Linked DNA regions of Mus musculus: regions 2 and 3 are each linked to region 1. Evidence: chromatin contacts called from public HiChIP or PLAC-seq and promoter capture Hi-C data. All regions are on one chromosome and are shown on one strand. Each heading gives the region's core, a stretch centred on a gene start, on an enhancer-like site or on the middle of the called end of the contact. The rest is flanking DNA. Distances are from core to core; before and after follow the strand shown.

Region 1 (4,785 bases), core at 1,218-3,717:
TTCTACCAACTGAAGTATAACCACAGCCTTTTTTATTTTGTTTTAGATTTTTTTAGACAGAACTTGAGGCAGGTTAGAAAGACAAGCAAAATTAAGGGAACACAAGAAGGAGCCCCACACTGGTTAAAGCTTTACCATCTAGGAAGCAAGAATTCCAACCCAAATGAGATCTTATGTAAATGTTACTGACATAGAAATATCATTCCTTTCATGTATAGATATGTTATATTAAAGTAACAATGACCTTGGCTTAAGGCTTGAGAGAGTGTGTGTGTGTGAGTGACCTGGGGTGAGGACTCATTTCTGCCCTGGACATTGTGGGAGAATCCCCAAAAGACTGTTAGCATTGTGTAGTAAGGGTGTCTTGTCTTCCGATGGTCTAAACCATACTTATCAATAAGGTCCTCAACTTCTCTCGGAAGAACATAGCTTCAACATCCAATAAAACTCTCCATGTGACCATTGTAAAGGCAGTGAAATGTGACTCCCTCTTAGAGAACCCCACACCCATCCCTGTTCTAAGGTGTGCTTTAACTCTCTAAGCTCCTCCTCTGAACCCTGAATTTAAAATATCTTTATTATATTTAATCCTGTGCCACATTGTCCAGTCCTGGCACTTTTTCTACATTGAAGCCACAAATTTCAGTTTGGTTTCAAAAAATTAAGGGCACTTATTGAGTTGCTGAGGGTGACACTAGGAAACTATGTTGCTGTCCCCACACAGCACACACAGAACCTCATGTGACCCGAGCTGGCAATGAAGTTGCTGTGTAGTAAGTCTGGCTTCTAGTCCTCTCGACTCTGCCTCCTATGAGCTGGGACTCAGGAGTGTGTACCACCATGCCTGGCTACCTCTCCTTTTTTGATATTTGAAAATGTCCATCATAAAAGGAGTGTTTCTAAGTTTGAAGCACATAAAATGTTGGCATTCATTATACTTTTTAAAAAACGTGTGTGAATGCTGACTATACATTTGTCTGTGTACTGTGTGCATGCAATGCCCAAAGATGAGGGAGCTGGATCCCCTGAAACCAGAATTATGGACAGTGATGAGCACCATGTGAGTGTTGGAACCCAGTACCTTTGGAAGAGCATACAGTTCTCTCTCTCTCTCTCTCTCTCTCTCTCTCTCTCTCTCTCTCTCTCTCTCTCCATCCAGTACTCTTAACCGCTGAGCTATCTCTCCAGGTTTTTCATTGACTATAAGAGACTGGAATATGTGGTTTCTGATCCTCTCTCTGAATTTTTATTGTGTGTATTTCATATTTATTGTGCCAATCTTAAGACTCTTTAGGGAAGAGGGTCAAGTATAGAGCTCACTGTTGTCCACCATGCCTAGGGGATGGGTGACTTCAATCACACGTCATTCCATTCTTTCCAAACAGAATCAGCATGCGTTCTCTCAGTAGCTTCATTATGGTGCCAGATTGTATTTAGGGACCTATAGACTGAAAGGCAGGCGTGTCTGTCTTCTTACGCCACATCTACATATTTAAGGGCGTTTCTGACTGAGCACTCATGTCCGTCTGTCCCCCCACCCCTTCCCCAGATCTGGTCCTCCACAGTATGGGACTTAAAATTCCAGTAAAGTTTTTTTTGTTTGTTTGTTTTTTGTTTTTAATTAATCCACACACTTAGAAGGGGATGTCTTTCTTAGACTCTGAAGAGTTGTGTATTGACTAAAGAAATTATATGTGAGGTACAAAGATGAATAATGTACCTTCCTTCTTTCTTCCTCCTCCTCTTCCTTTCCTCTTCTTCTCTCCCCTCCCCCTCTCCTCCCTCCTCTTTCTCCTCTTCTCCTTTTCCTTCTCTATATCTTTTTCTCTCCCCCTCTTCCTCTTCCCTGTCTTTCCTCCTTTTTCTATTCTTTCCCCTCCCTCTCCTCTTCACCCCTTCTTCCATTTCAAACACTTGGCACTTTCTTGAGTTGGAAAGGTACAGCCGGAAGAAGGCAAAGTGTCCAAGGCCTGGCCACTGCCAGCACCACTGCAGGCAGGCAGCCAGGAGCAGCTGTGTGGAAGCCAGGAGCAGCTTGGAGCCCGAGTGCACCAGGAAAGTGACCCGGGTGTAGAATCGTCCGCCCAGAACTTCCCGTTGGCTGCACTGGGGCGACACCTATGCAGTCGCCCAAGGACACAGAGCACGGACAGTCAAGCTCAGGGCTACTTAGAGGGAAACTCTGAAAGTTGAAATCTGAAGGTCAGCAGCCAGGACAGATGACAAGTGAACAAGGCTGAAGTCAGGTGTGGGCGCAGAGTGGATTCAAAGGAGTTTGCCTCTGCAGGGAAGACAGCATTAAGGAATGAAAAGGGAGATCGCCGGCTTCTACGGGTGAGGGCCCCCGCGCGCGCTTCGGGGGACAGGAGCAGCCCAACTGGGGAGGGGGCGTCACTGCAGGCTGCCGGGGCTTCTTCCAAAGCAGGGGTGGGGATGCTGAGTCACAGATCTGTCACCACTTCGCACCTCTCTGCAATCCGGGGGCTAAAGCAAAAGCGAAAGCGAATACTCCTTAGCAGCGGTCTGGTCCTGGAGCTGAGCTCGCCACCTCCCAGGGACCCCAGCCTTGCGTCCCGTTGGGTCACTGCTGGGGACAATTGGCCATGGCCTCGCCGCAGCTCCGGGGCTATGGAGTCCAGGCCATTCCTGTGTTGCTGCTGCTGCTGTTGCTACTGTTGCTCCCGCTGAGGGTGACGCCGGGTAGGGAGCATCATGCGCCGGAACAGGGGAGCAGAGGGGGACCCCAACGCCCAGCTGAACTTGATTCGTGTGTGTGTGTGTGTGTGGGGGTCACATCTTCTGGGAACTGAGCCAGGAGTCCAGCTGAGAGGATCGCAGTGGGTCTGGGGGTGATGGAGGGAGCTGGGTGGGGGTGGGGGGACACGTGGAGGGAGCCTGGGAGAGCGCAGATAAGAGAGTGGCCCCTTGCCCTGCTCTAGACTGGCTCCCGGACCATACGTGCAAGGGAGTTGAGCGATCCCACCGGCGTTTCGGCGACTTAGGGAGAGCAGGTCTGACAAGTTCGATAAGACTTAAAGAACTTAGAGAAATGTGTGAGTGTGCCTCTGCCAGCCCACCTGGCGCAGCTGTGGGGTGTCGCGCCTGTGGGGTTCCAGGAGGGGCTTGAGGAAAAACCACCCTTCATGACTTTCAGGTCAAAGTAAATTAGATGGAAGGCACTGGGCAAAGTACTGCGCTCCGCGGGAGGAAAAACAAAACAAAACAAACAAACAAACAAACAAAAACCACGTGTGGAGCAGGCAGGTTGCGCATCTGAACGCTACAAAACAGGTCCAGGTTCTCAAGCGCACTGGCAACTTGGGGCCCGGACGATTGGAGAGGAGGAGAGACTGTTTTCCCATGGAAGAAGGGGTGTCACATGTTCCAGAATGTGTCGTCTAGATCTAATCTCGGGAAGAATGAATTGAGACTCCTAGTTTTGTTCCAATAGGTCTAGAAGGAAAGAGCGAGAACAGTTGGGTCTAGCAACGTCCGGACCCAGGATGTCGCATCTTTTTATAAACATGAAATTCTTCAGAGTCTGTTAAAAAAATCTACGTACTCCCTGCACAGAAATGTGTGTGAAAGCACATGCTTGCAAATGTGCACAGGATTTGGGGACCGAGGACAATGACGTCATCCATGGACTTTCCTGCAAGTTAGCAATTCCTTAGCCCTGAGTGTGTTTTAAAGCAAGATTTCCCAGTGATGGGCGTCTGACTCAGTCTCCTTGGAACTTGGTCATAGTTATCCCACACAGACTTGAGCCTGGGGTTGGCTCTGTAGGGGTGTTACGGGGCTTCATTTATTCTTGGGTCCCCACCCTCCATCTGTAAAGCTGGAGTGTGTTGGTAAATTCCTCTTAACTGGATAGCAAAGAATGGTCCTGAGATTTCAGAAATAGCCTGCAGATATTCCAAATAGTCTGAAAGTGAATGTGGTTTCAGTCCAGCTCAGCTTAGAGGAAGCACCTCCTTGCCTAAAGTTCGGGCTCCACTGGTGCCATCAACTGGCACCTGAATCTTGGTTTTAAGAACAGCCTTATTGGGTCATAACTGACTCCAGGAAAACTGCAAATATTTAAGTTGTATGTTTCTTTGTGTTTCAGGATGAAAGTTACACTCTTGAAACTATCACCAAACCAAAGCAGGGTTACACCCATAACTAAGAAGTTCCCTGTGTCCTCCAAAATTCTTATCTCCTGCTCAACTCAGCAACAATTTAACTTTTTTTCCTTTGGATTTGTTGCACTTTCTAGTATTTTCTATAAGTGGAGTTATAAAGCACGCTACTCTTTCTTGTGTGGCTTATTTAGCTCAATCATTATTCTTTGTTCATGTTGTAATTGCATCAACAGTGAACTAGCACCCAGTGTAATGGAGTATTTTTATAATCCCAGCACTCTGAAGGCTGAGGCAGGAGGATTTCTAGTTAAAAGATAGTCTGGGCTATGTACTAAGACCTAAAAGCATAAACAAACAAACAAACAAAGAGATGGGTGGCTACTGAGGAGATGGCTTAGAGGGTGAAAATTCTTGTCATCCAGATCTGAGGACCTGAATCCATGGGAGTGGATGGACAGCACAATATGTTGGGGTGAGAGAGAGGCAGGGCAAAGAGGGGAGAATTCCAGGGGTGTGTGTATGAGGGGGGTGGGGAGGGAGGGAGAAAGAGAGAGAGAGGCTCAAACAATATGGCAGGTGAAAAATGATTCCCTACTCCCTTCCCCCAGTGCTGGGATTATGGGATGTGTGTGCATCCATACCCAGCTAAACTATGACTTAT
Region 2 (4,785 bases), core at 833-3,332, 200 kb before region 1:
TCAGCTTTAGGCACATCCGCTTTCAACTCTACATGGTTCCAACAGCAATTCTGTGCAAATCTCTGAGCTCCGACAGACGTGCAAGCTCGTGGAATCTAGCGATCAGGGTCTGCAGCCTGGGGGAGGCCCCGCTGCACGGTGATGTCTTTCACTGAGCCAGTGTCACTGAACTTGGGTTCTTGCAAAAGCTGCCATGGTTCTCTCAGACCCAAACAAGGGAAGAATGTATTCTGCAATCACATGGCTGTACACATACATAGAAAACCAGGCCCTATTGTTTGACCAATTTCAGTTTAAAAAATAGAAAACGCTATAATCTGCCTGACTAAAAAGTCCAGAAGCAGCATGCTGTCTAAATTTGACCAACTTACCAACTTTCCCTGTTTTTATTATTATTATTATTATTATTATTATTATTATTATTTATTGACAGGGTCTCACTGTGTAGTCCAGGTTCATGATTCTTTGACCTTAGTTTCCCAGCTACAGTGTAATGAGATTATAGGTGTCCCACAGGCTTGGTTTTACCCTGGGGCATTTTCATAAAGGTGGCCCCGGTGCATAAACGTGTCTGACAGGGTTTGGGGAAGAACCCTTGCCAAGCCCTTACCTCTGACTTACTTGAGCAAAAGAAAAGGAGACTGTCTTGGGGACAGAGTTCCACCGAAGCCCACAGGTCCAGCAGGGAAGACCTGCTAGAGGTCTCATACTGCACCACAGGGAGGCAGGGAAACCAGTAAGTGACTCAGACCCACAAAGCTCCGAGAGCTGTCATGTCCTGTGATGGCCATCCTGAGAAACGTGACAGCAGAGAAACCTACCCTGCAGCCTGGTGTTCCAGTGTCCCAGGGTGACAGGAAACCACCTCCCAGTTTTGCCAGTAGATTCTCAAACTACAAACGTGATGTGAGCAACGTGTCCACTGGGCAGCTCGCTCCTGTTTACCCCCGTGGGCTCCTGGGCCTGCTGCCTGGGAGGGAAGCATTGCCTTAGAGCAATTCCATCCGCTCTTCCCAGAGGCACCTCTTCCTATCTAGGGATGGAAGTGAATGAAACCTTCCCAAATCGTTCACAGCAGCAACAGGTGAGGCACTAAGAGAAACTGCCAGCAAATTCCGTGCTCCGGGTAAACGAGTGCGTCTGTAATACAACACTAGTCACCAACCCATAAACCATCCCTGCAACCAAGGATCTGCAGTCACGGGAGTGACGGCGAAGATGGAAATATACAGAGGTGCAAAGATCCGAGGAAGAAAAAAGACCGTGAACCAGAGGAGACCCAAAGAAAAGGGGGCGTTGGTGTGGGCGGCCGCGCCCCTGCTGCAGTCGGCCAGGGTGACTCCGGAGCAGCCAGGTCTCTCCAGCCTCTGGGAGGCGCTGGCCCAGAGAGCCCAGGCCGGGCCGGGCACACAGGAGGTTTCCGGAGCCACAGCGCCCCTTCTGCCCAGCCTGGGAGACGCAGCCGGCCGCCACCCCCGCCTCGCCGGGCCGGGCCGACCGGCACGAGTGCGCTTCCCGCAGAGGGGAACCGGCACAAAGCCGCTGCACACACAATGGCCGGGCTCTGCACGCGGCGCAATCTACAACCTAGCCCCCCACGTGGCTGCCTGCACTCACATCTGGGCAACGAGGGTCGGTGATCGACGGGCACCCAGATCTTCTGTACCCGGCTCTGGGTCAGTTCCAACGGCATCTTCGTAGCTGTATTCGGCGACCCGCCACCCCTGGAGGAAAGACTCCGACTTGGGGAGAAGAGCAGCAGCAGATCCCCCCGGAACAAAGGACAGGAAGGGTGCGTCCGCCTGCACGCGGCTGGGCGCTCCCTTGCACTGCTTTGGAAAATGTGCTTTGTGCGGAGTCTCGGAGGAAGGATCGCCTGAGCGGAGACACGAGACAGATGAGAGCGGCGTGGAGTTGCGGCTGCTGCACTGCTGACTAGTCGGCTCTGTTCAAAAGCTCAGGGATGCTCCAGCGCAGTGACAGCCACGGTCCCAACACCCAGCACTGCCACTTGCTCCTCTCCAGTTCTGTCGGGATGCCACACGCACTGCCCGGCCTTTTAAGATCTGACCGGTAGCGCGGCGCGTCAGCCTCGGGGCGGGCCGCATTCTTTGCGTCCCAGCCCCCTTTCACGTGGAGAGAAGGGTGGGCAAGGCCAAGAGACAGCCTGCTGCCGCCCCCTGCGGGTGGACGAGAGCAGCACGCTCTGTTCCTGCAACCCAGGCTGGTTCTTTCGTCCTCCTTTCCGTCCCTAAGTTTATTCCCTAAGGGCGCAAGACAGGAACGGAGTCCCCAAATAATTCCAGCCACTTTCCTCATCTGTGCTTGGAAGGCAGCAGCGATCTGATAATGTCCAATGTGGTTCGTTGACAGTCCTCCACCCCTACACACACACACACACACACACACACACACACAGAGCTAGAGCTATGTAAAAGCATCTTCCCAGTTCAGCCTTACAAGCCGTGGGAGCCCCAACACCATGCACCATAGTTACATGATTTGGGGACTGGCTCAGTCCAAGTGAAGACGCAGGTCAGAGCTGCCTCCTGGTAACACCTGTGCATTATCGCCCACTATGTCCCCTGCCATTGCTGACACTGCCACCTCCGGGCACGGGCGCATACTTTTCCTGAATCCCCGGGAAACATGCTTGGGTAGTGTTGCTACCCCTCACTCAGTGCTACCGTGCCTGGCGCTTGAAGGGGGGCAATAAATAAATAAGGAAGGAAGGAAGGTTCGACCGAAAAGGAACTTTGGGATGCGGGGGGCGGTTGGTATTATTTTCCCTTTCAACATGGGCCATATTCCATACCCCTTCTGCAAGTAGTGATTAAAAGTAGACCCCATTCCCTCTCCCATTACCGGACTATGAGCCCCAAAGTAACTATCAAGGGACAGCTAGATCCTAAATTCATGTCACCCACCCAACCCCCACGCGCCCGCTCTAGCACACCGGCTATATTTTGTTTGATGTGAACATGCCCTCGCTTCCTTTCCGATTTTTGCACTTTGCATAGGCTGGAGATACATGCATAACAGGCAATCGTTGAACCGCCAGAGTTCATTTATTCAGCGACGATCTAAGGGATCTTTCGGTGAGGACCGCTGCACGGGAGGCCGTGGAGACAAGACACTTTAAATGTGATTTTAGCGAAGGAAGCCTCCGCTCAGAAGATCTGCCTTGCTTAGCGCAAGCTGCACACGTCGCGGTGAAGCTGAGCTGTGATTGGAGGCGCTCGCGGAACCCCACACTGCAGTGGAAAAGTCTGCGCAGAGGCTGCCACACGTCGCGCACGTCCTGCATGCTCTGCTGGGAGGGCGCCGGCCCCCCGGCGGCGGGCGCAGCTGCTCTGTTCCCAACCCAGCCCGCCCCGCCTGGGGCCTCCGCCTTGCCTTCTCCGGCAGCCTGGCGAGCTTAGGAGACCTGGAGCTCACCTGGCGAGTAGCCCTTGGGAACCTCCCAGCTCTAACCGCCATTCCTGCACCCTGCTCTCCGGTACCACCCTCCTCAATACCTGTCCCCAACCCCAGGACAGCTTTGCTGACCTTCCGATTTCTGTGCTCAGGCAGCTGTTCAGAAAGAAACCCGGTGCATTACATTTAAACTTGTTTTTCTTCAGTGAGAGCAAATGCCAGAGGTGACACCCTAGAAAGCCCAAGGGAGAATCTCGCTCCACTCCTGAAATTAGAATGGACTGACTCGACAAGGAAAACATCTAGTAGTCTCCAGAAGGGTTCCCTTACTGGTATTTGCAAGCTGAGGGGGAGGGGGAAGGGATGGGGGTGAGAGTGCATCCCTGCCAGGAGACTCCCCACTCCCGACTCCCAATAACCATAGTGCACCTGGACGCTTGTAAAGTTTCCACTAGGTTTTCTGTTTGTTTTGCTTTGTTTGAGACAGTTTTCCTATGCAGCCCAGGCCGGCCTCAAGCTTGCTCCTTTCTCAGCCTGGTATTACAGGCCTGTGCCATGTTCCCAGGTGCCCGCTTGAGTTTGCACACACCTACAAGCCAGGCAAATGGCCAGATGTCAAAGCTTAGGAACAGATTGCTGGGAACCGCCAGGGAGAACGTGGTGGGAATGGTACCAGTGGAGAACGATCTTTTATTTCTCTTTTATCATGTTTAAATCTCTCGATTTAAGGTCAGTCCTCAAGTCAGGTGGCAGCTAAGCATTCTCAGATGGGGCAGTTTTCCTTTCCTGGAGTCAACAATGTAGTGGGTACCCAGAACAAACACTAAGTTCTCCAGTCACTTCTGCTACCAGGTAGGTAAAGGGAAATCACCTTTACCCTGCCTAGGGCTCCAGATATCTAGGAAAGGGTGGAATGTGAGGCACACAGCTGAATTCACACTTGTTTGTTGGTCCTCTGAAGCTGTCGGCTTGCAACCACAGGTAAAAGCTGTGTTTGTGGAAGGCAAAACTGCTCCAACATGATCCTCCTTAGGACCAACCTTGCTACACCTACATTCAAAGGTTTCCTCCTCAGCTTTGCTGTTTAGACATCCTTCCAATTCCTCCCTTAGTTCTGTTAATACACCCTTATCTTTACCTCAAACGCAGTCCCCTAGGGCTTCACTAACTCCCAGGTTCCCAGGTGGATATTATGAACTCAGCTCTTTAGAAGACACAGCCAAGAATGTGAACATTCTTTAAGTCGGGTGACTTATAGCCAGGTGACTCCAATCACTAGGACTGATTGACAACTTCCTTTAGATTGAGTCACAATCTAGACCCTGCTAAAGCCAAAAGAAAGTACTGTGCATTCTAGTCCACATTCCA
Region 3 (4,785 bases), core at 749-3,248, 140 kb before region 1:
TTGAAGAGTAGCTAGTGCTCTTAATCTCTCAGCCATCTCACCAGCCACCCACTTCTCCAGTTACCCCCACCCCCTTTTCCTAACACTTCTCTTGGCTCTTCAGACTTTGGCTTTTGACAATTTTTTTGGGTAGCAACAGAAACTAATGGGATTGTAGGGTGTCCAGCTGGCATCTGGAGAGTTGAAGACTGAGTTGTTGGATCGAGGAAACCCCACACAATTAGCACCAGAAGAGTTATGAATGAAACAAGCTGGACTGATGTATTCTGATCTCTCTAAGTTGTTTGTTTAACTGGGGACATAAAGAATTCTGCAGCTGGCTGCTTTGTTCCATTCCATGTTCAAATAACAGAGAGCACCCCTCAGATTTTGGTTGTTGATGAATGATCCTAGAAACACTTGGTTTTTTTTGCTACCAATTAGAACTGGCCAACAAAGATAACTGTCTGTGTTTAAAAACTTTTGGTGTGTCCTTGAAGAAAGTAACAAGACACCTGCTAGCAGAAGCTGGCTTGTAAAACACCCAAGGGCCGCTGGGTGCTGGGATGGAATTCTCTTACTAGAGCACTTGCCTTATACACACAAAGCCCAAGGTTAGATCAGTAGTTCCGTAAACAAACAAAACTAAGAACAAAGCAGGATAGCCAGTGCCAACGTCACAGACAGAAACAGGAAGATCAGAAGGTCAAGGTGGCTCTTAGCTACACTGTGAGTTCAAGGCCAACCTGGGTTATATGAGACAGAGCCAAAAAGAGACAATGAGAGGAGGAGGAGGGAGGGAAAAATAAAGAGGTGGGAGGAAGGGAGGGAGAAAAGGAGGAAGGAGGGAGGAAGGGAGGGAAACTCCCAAAGACGGGATGGTCAAGGAAGGGTGAATCTGTTGAGCCCCCTTAGGTTGAAGAACAGCTGCAGAAGTGTGGTCAATAGCCTCTGTTGATGATCAGATCCCGAGAACAGATACAGAGCCATTTTTAATTGAGACCGTGTCCCCAGGCCTATTGACAATTATGAGTCAGAGACTGTAATTTCATCAGCACACTTTCAACGGTGTGGCTGCCGCGTTCGCCCTGGCGCATGCGCATGCATCAGAAGCTCCCCGGCCCGGGCACTCTTGGCGCGACACAGCTGCCTTGAAAATCCAACCTAACAGCAAGGGATCTCGGCCAGGCGCCAGGCTTCGTCCACTCGTGCTCCTTCTGTCACTACAGAACTGTCACCTTGGGTGAAATGATTTTGTGCCCTGAAGTTATTTTTTATTTGTTTTGAGCCAGGGTGTCGCATAGTCCAGACTTCTTTAACTTGCTATGTAGCAAGCATGGCCTTGACTTTCTGATTCTCCTGCCTCCACCTCTTAGACACTGGGATCACAGACAAGTGTCACCACGCCCTGTTTATTTGGTGTTGGGCATCAGTTCTGCACACATGAGGCAAGTACTTTACCATCTGAACCGCACCTCTAAATCCTTAGTGTGTGCATGTGTGTGTGTGTGTGTGTGTGTGTGTGTGTGTGTGTGTGTGTGTGTGTGTATGCGCGCGCGTGCGTGCGCACGCGTTTGTCTCTGCCATTGTTTTGAGCCAGGGCCTTACCGTGCAAACTGGACTGGCCCCAGAATTGTAAGCCTCCTTCTCCAACCTTCCGACAGGCCACAGTTTGCAGGCCCAGTTCTCGTGAGGTCCTTAGGATAAAGGTCTCAATCTGGGTAGAAATTTGTATTGCCTCCCCCTAAAGGGCTGGTTAAACAGATAGCAGGGTCTCCCGCCAAGAATCTGCATTCCTGGCCTTCCAGCGAGGTTCTAGCTTATGACGTGGCTGTTTCTAGGCCACACCGAGAGAACTGGAGGAAACCCACGGGTTCAAGGTCACTTCTACAAGGCATCCCTCACTTGAGTGGACTTATCCACGCAACAGATCCCAGCCCTGAAATCCATTTGGACAAAGCATGAGCAAACCAGAAGAGCATGCCACTTCTGTTTCCTTTGTTGTCGACCCAACACCACCCCAGAAGCTGTGTTTCTTGCCATGTAACATCCTGTTGGCAAAGCCATATCGTGTTCTGGTGACAAGGGAGTGGATGTTGGATTCACTCACTATTTTACACTTTTGACTTAGGGAGAACATTTGCTGTAAAGGACACAGCAGATTTTCCTTCAATATTTTTTTCTTTTTGAGACAAAGTCTTTAGCCCGGCAGGCTGGCTTCCAGCTCATCGCTACTTCCTGCACTGAGGTTGGCTTCTGATCTTCTTGGCTTCACTGCCTCCCACCCATGCATGCCCCAGTGCTGAAATTACAGGCATGGCTAACTATGTCTAGTGTATGCTCTGCTGGGGATGGAACCCAGGGCTTTGTGCATGCTAAGCAAGCTCTCTACTAACTGAGCTACGTCCCCAGCCTACTGATAGACATTTTCCTCTCTTACCTCACTAGCCCTCGGTCTCAGACCATCCTAAAGTCAACTTCTTAGTGCTTTAATTATATCTGCAAAACTCTTTCAAGTCATCTGATTTGGGTAACTGTACGCAAGGACTGGGAATGAGGAGGTCGTTAGAATTCTACCTTCTGAGAGTGGTTTATTAAAGCAATCAGCTCTCAGTTGGCAGTTGGTTTACAGTGGGAGGGAATGGGCCTTGTGCAATGATAGCTTGTGGGCTTCTCCATGTCCTCCGTCAGCCTGACCTGGCCTGACAACACTTCACAGACAGCACATCCTTTCTTTCAAATCCTCCGGTCTAACCCAAACCCAATGCCAGGCATAGGACACATAACTGTAATGACAGCATTCAGGCGGTGAGCTAGGAGGCTCATGAGTTTCAGAGCAGCCTGGGCTACATAGCCAGTTAAGGTCTGTTTGGGATGCACTTCAGATGCTGTGTCAGTAAATCAATTCATCCATATTATATCCATCCACCCATGACGATTTTTATGTACTCCCTGACTGGTGGGATGTGGGAAATGTATTGACTTATGTATATGTGCGTGCCTGCCATGAGCTAAGGTGCCTGAGGTGGGTGCTGGGAACCGACTGAATGCTGATGTACCAGCAGGTGTAGCCCAACCACGTGCTTGTGTGAATGTGTGCCCCTGGACCACCACCCCTGCTGCAGAAAGAAAGAACACCTACAAGGCTCTTGGGAACTCTTTAAGGGCTTACCTAGTCTTCAGCAAACCACGGGATGGAACACTGTGAAGCTAGGACCACCAGGAGGAGTAGAACGCACAGGACTCACGGCTGCACCCTGTTTATTCTTAGGGTGCCTGCCTTAGGTCAGAATGTAACCAAGGCTTCTCTTTTTCTTTCTTATTTATTATGTTATAAATGTTAGTTACTTTGTGTTAATTATCCCATAGTAATTAATAATTCATAGTAACGGCGTCACCTGATGTTTTGAGCCCACATACACAGTGTGTGATGCTTACCTCAGGTTTAACACAAAGGCCTCCTTTTCCATTTGCCAGCTCCTTAGGGTTTTGCTTTTTTTTTTTTTTTTTGGTTTTTCGAGACAGGGTTTCTCTGTGTAGCCCTGGCTGTCCTGGAACTCACTCTGTAGACGAGGCTGGCCTCGAACTCAGAAATCTGCCTGCCTCTGCCTCCTAAGTGCTGGGATTAAAGGCGTGCACCACCACCACCGGGCTTGTTTTTCTTTTTGGAGAAAATGTTTCAAACCCAGGCTATCTTGAAATTCCTGGCACTCCTTCTGCGTTAGCCTTCTGACTGCTAGGACTACAGATATCCACTACCACATTTGGTCTGCCCCTCTCTTCCTTTCCTTTTTCCTTCCTTCCTTCCTTCATTACTTTAAAAATATGTATCCTTGGCTATCCTGGAACTCCCTATGTAGACCAGGCTGGCCTTGAATTTACTAACATCTACCTGCCCCTTCCTCCCTGCTGGGATTAAAGGCATGGACCTGTATGCCCAGCCACTTGTCATTTCTTAGTGGAGATAACTTTTTTCCAGCCTTATGAAAGGCACAGCTGCTGTTATTGCACCAATGTAATTACAGAGCAGACCCTCTGGCTTCTAACTGTTATTGTCATGTTGATGAACCGTTGGGACCTCTCCGCTTGCGGCTGAGAAGTATTCAATTGTGGACATGCACCACATTTTTCTTATCTGCTCATCAGCCGACAAGCTTTAATGTCTGCAGGAAATAGGACTGCAGAGAACTCGGGCGCGAGAATGTGGCTATCTCTTCTACTTTCTGAAGAGCAGGAGAGATGGCTCTGTGCTTCAGAGGATTTGCTGTTCTTCCAGAGGACCCAAGTTCCATTCCCAGCATCCACATGATGGCTCACAACTGTCTGTAACTCAGATGCAGACAATATACAAAAATTATAAGTAAATAAATCCTTTTTAAAAAAAGACTAAAATACTGATTTCAACTAGCAGTAGTAGCACGTGCCTGTAACCACAGCACTGGAGGAAGAGACAGGAAGATCAAGAGTTCAAGGACATCCTTGGCTGCCTATTGAGTCCAAGGCTAGCCTGGGGTATACGAAAGTGTTTCCAAAAAAAAAAAAAAAAAAAAAAGCCGGGTGTGGTGGTGCACGCCTTTAATCCCAGCACTTGGGAGGCAGACACAGGTGGATCTCTGTGAGTTTGTGACCAACCTGGTCTACAGAGTGAGTTCTAGGCCAGCCAGGGCTACAAAATGAGATTCTGTCTCAAAACTAAAATAATTAAAAAAAATAAAAAATAAAAAATTACTGGGCTGGCAAGATGGCTCAGTGGTTAAGAGCATCTGTAACGGAATCTGATGCCCTCTTCTGGTGTATCTGAAGACA

Evidence for each region. HiChIP or PLAC-seq counts read pairs in DNA pulled down with a chosen protein or histone mark. Capture Hi-C pulls out chosen DNA fragments and counts their contacts.
Region 2: a contact with region 1 is called in a promoter capture Hi-C map of liver. The contact joins the promoter of Pfkfb3 here to the promoter of Il15ra in region 1. A contact is called at or near these places in 2 of 39 promoter capture datasets (hippocampal neurons and pre-B cells), 7 of 484 Hi-C or Micro-C datasets (CD4 T cells, CD8 T cells, the N1E-115 cell line and 4 more), 2 of 115 datasets of contacts at active chromatin or transcription factors (bone marrow-derived macrophages and large pre-B cells) and 3 of 9 other capture datasets (adipose tissue, liver and pancreatic islet).
Region 3: a contact with region 1 is called in an H3K4me3 HiChIP or PLAC-seq map of the SCID.adh cell line, with 14 read pairs. The contact joins the enhancer-like site here to the promoter of Il15ra in region 1. A contact is called at or near these places in 1 of 39 promoter capture datasets (neural stem cells), 1 of 484 Hi-C or Micro-C datasets (the N1E-115 cell line), 3 of 115 datasets of contacts at active chromatin or transcription factors (the SCID.adh cell line, bone marrow-derived macrophages and large pre-B cells) and 3 of 9 other capture datasets (adipose tissue, liver and pancreatic islet).

Annotation. Positions count from the first base shown.
Region 1 is chr2:11,703,245-11,708,029 of GRCm38.p6, forward strand. It overlaps Il15ra (interleukin 15 receptor, alpha chain), which reads left to right and starts at 2,468. Exons shown (of 7, transcript NM_008358.2): 1 at 2,468-2,700. The coding sequence starts at 2,604.
Region 2 is chr2:11,500,008-11,504,792 of GRCm38.p6, forward strand. It overlaps Pfkfb3 (6-phosphofructo-2-kinase/fructose-2,6-biphosphatase 3), which reads right to left and starts at 2,083. Exons shown (of 18, transcript NM_001177753.1): 1 at 1,618-2,083. The coding sequence starts at 1,693. It overlaps Gm52500 (a long non-coding RNA gene), which reads left to right and starts at 2,003. Exons shown (of 3, transcript XR_003953759.1): 1 at 2,003-3,499; 2 at 4,147-4,269.
Region 3 is chr2:11,562,348-11,567,132 of GRCm38.p6, forward strand. No RefSeq gene overlaps it. Among named protein-coding and RNA genes, the nearest start is that of Rbm17, 38 kb to the right of the region's middle. Within about 2 kb of position 1,999, at least 13 of the 459 cell types and tissues checked have an H3K27ac peak or open chromatin away from gene starts, as enhancers often do. A contact at or near this core is called in the N1E-115 cell line and the SCID.adh cell line, where this site is marked.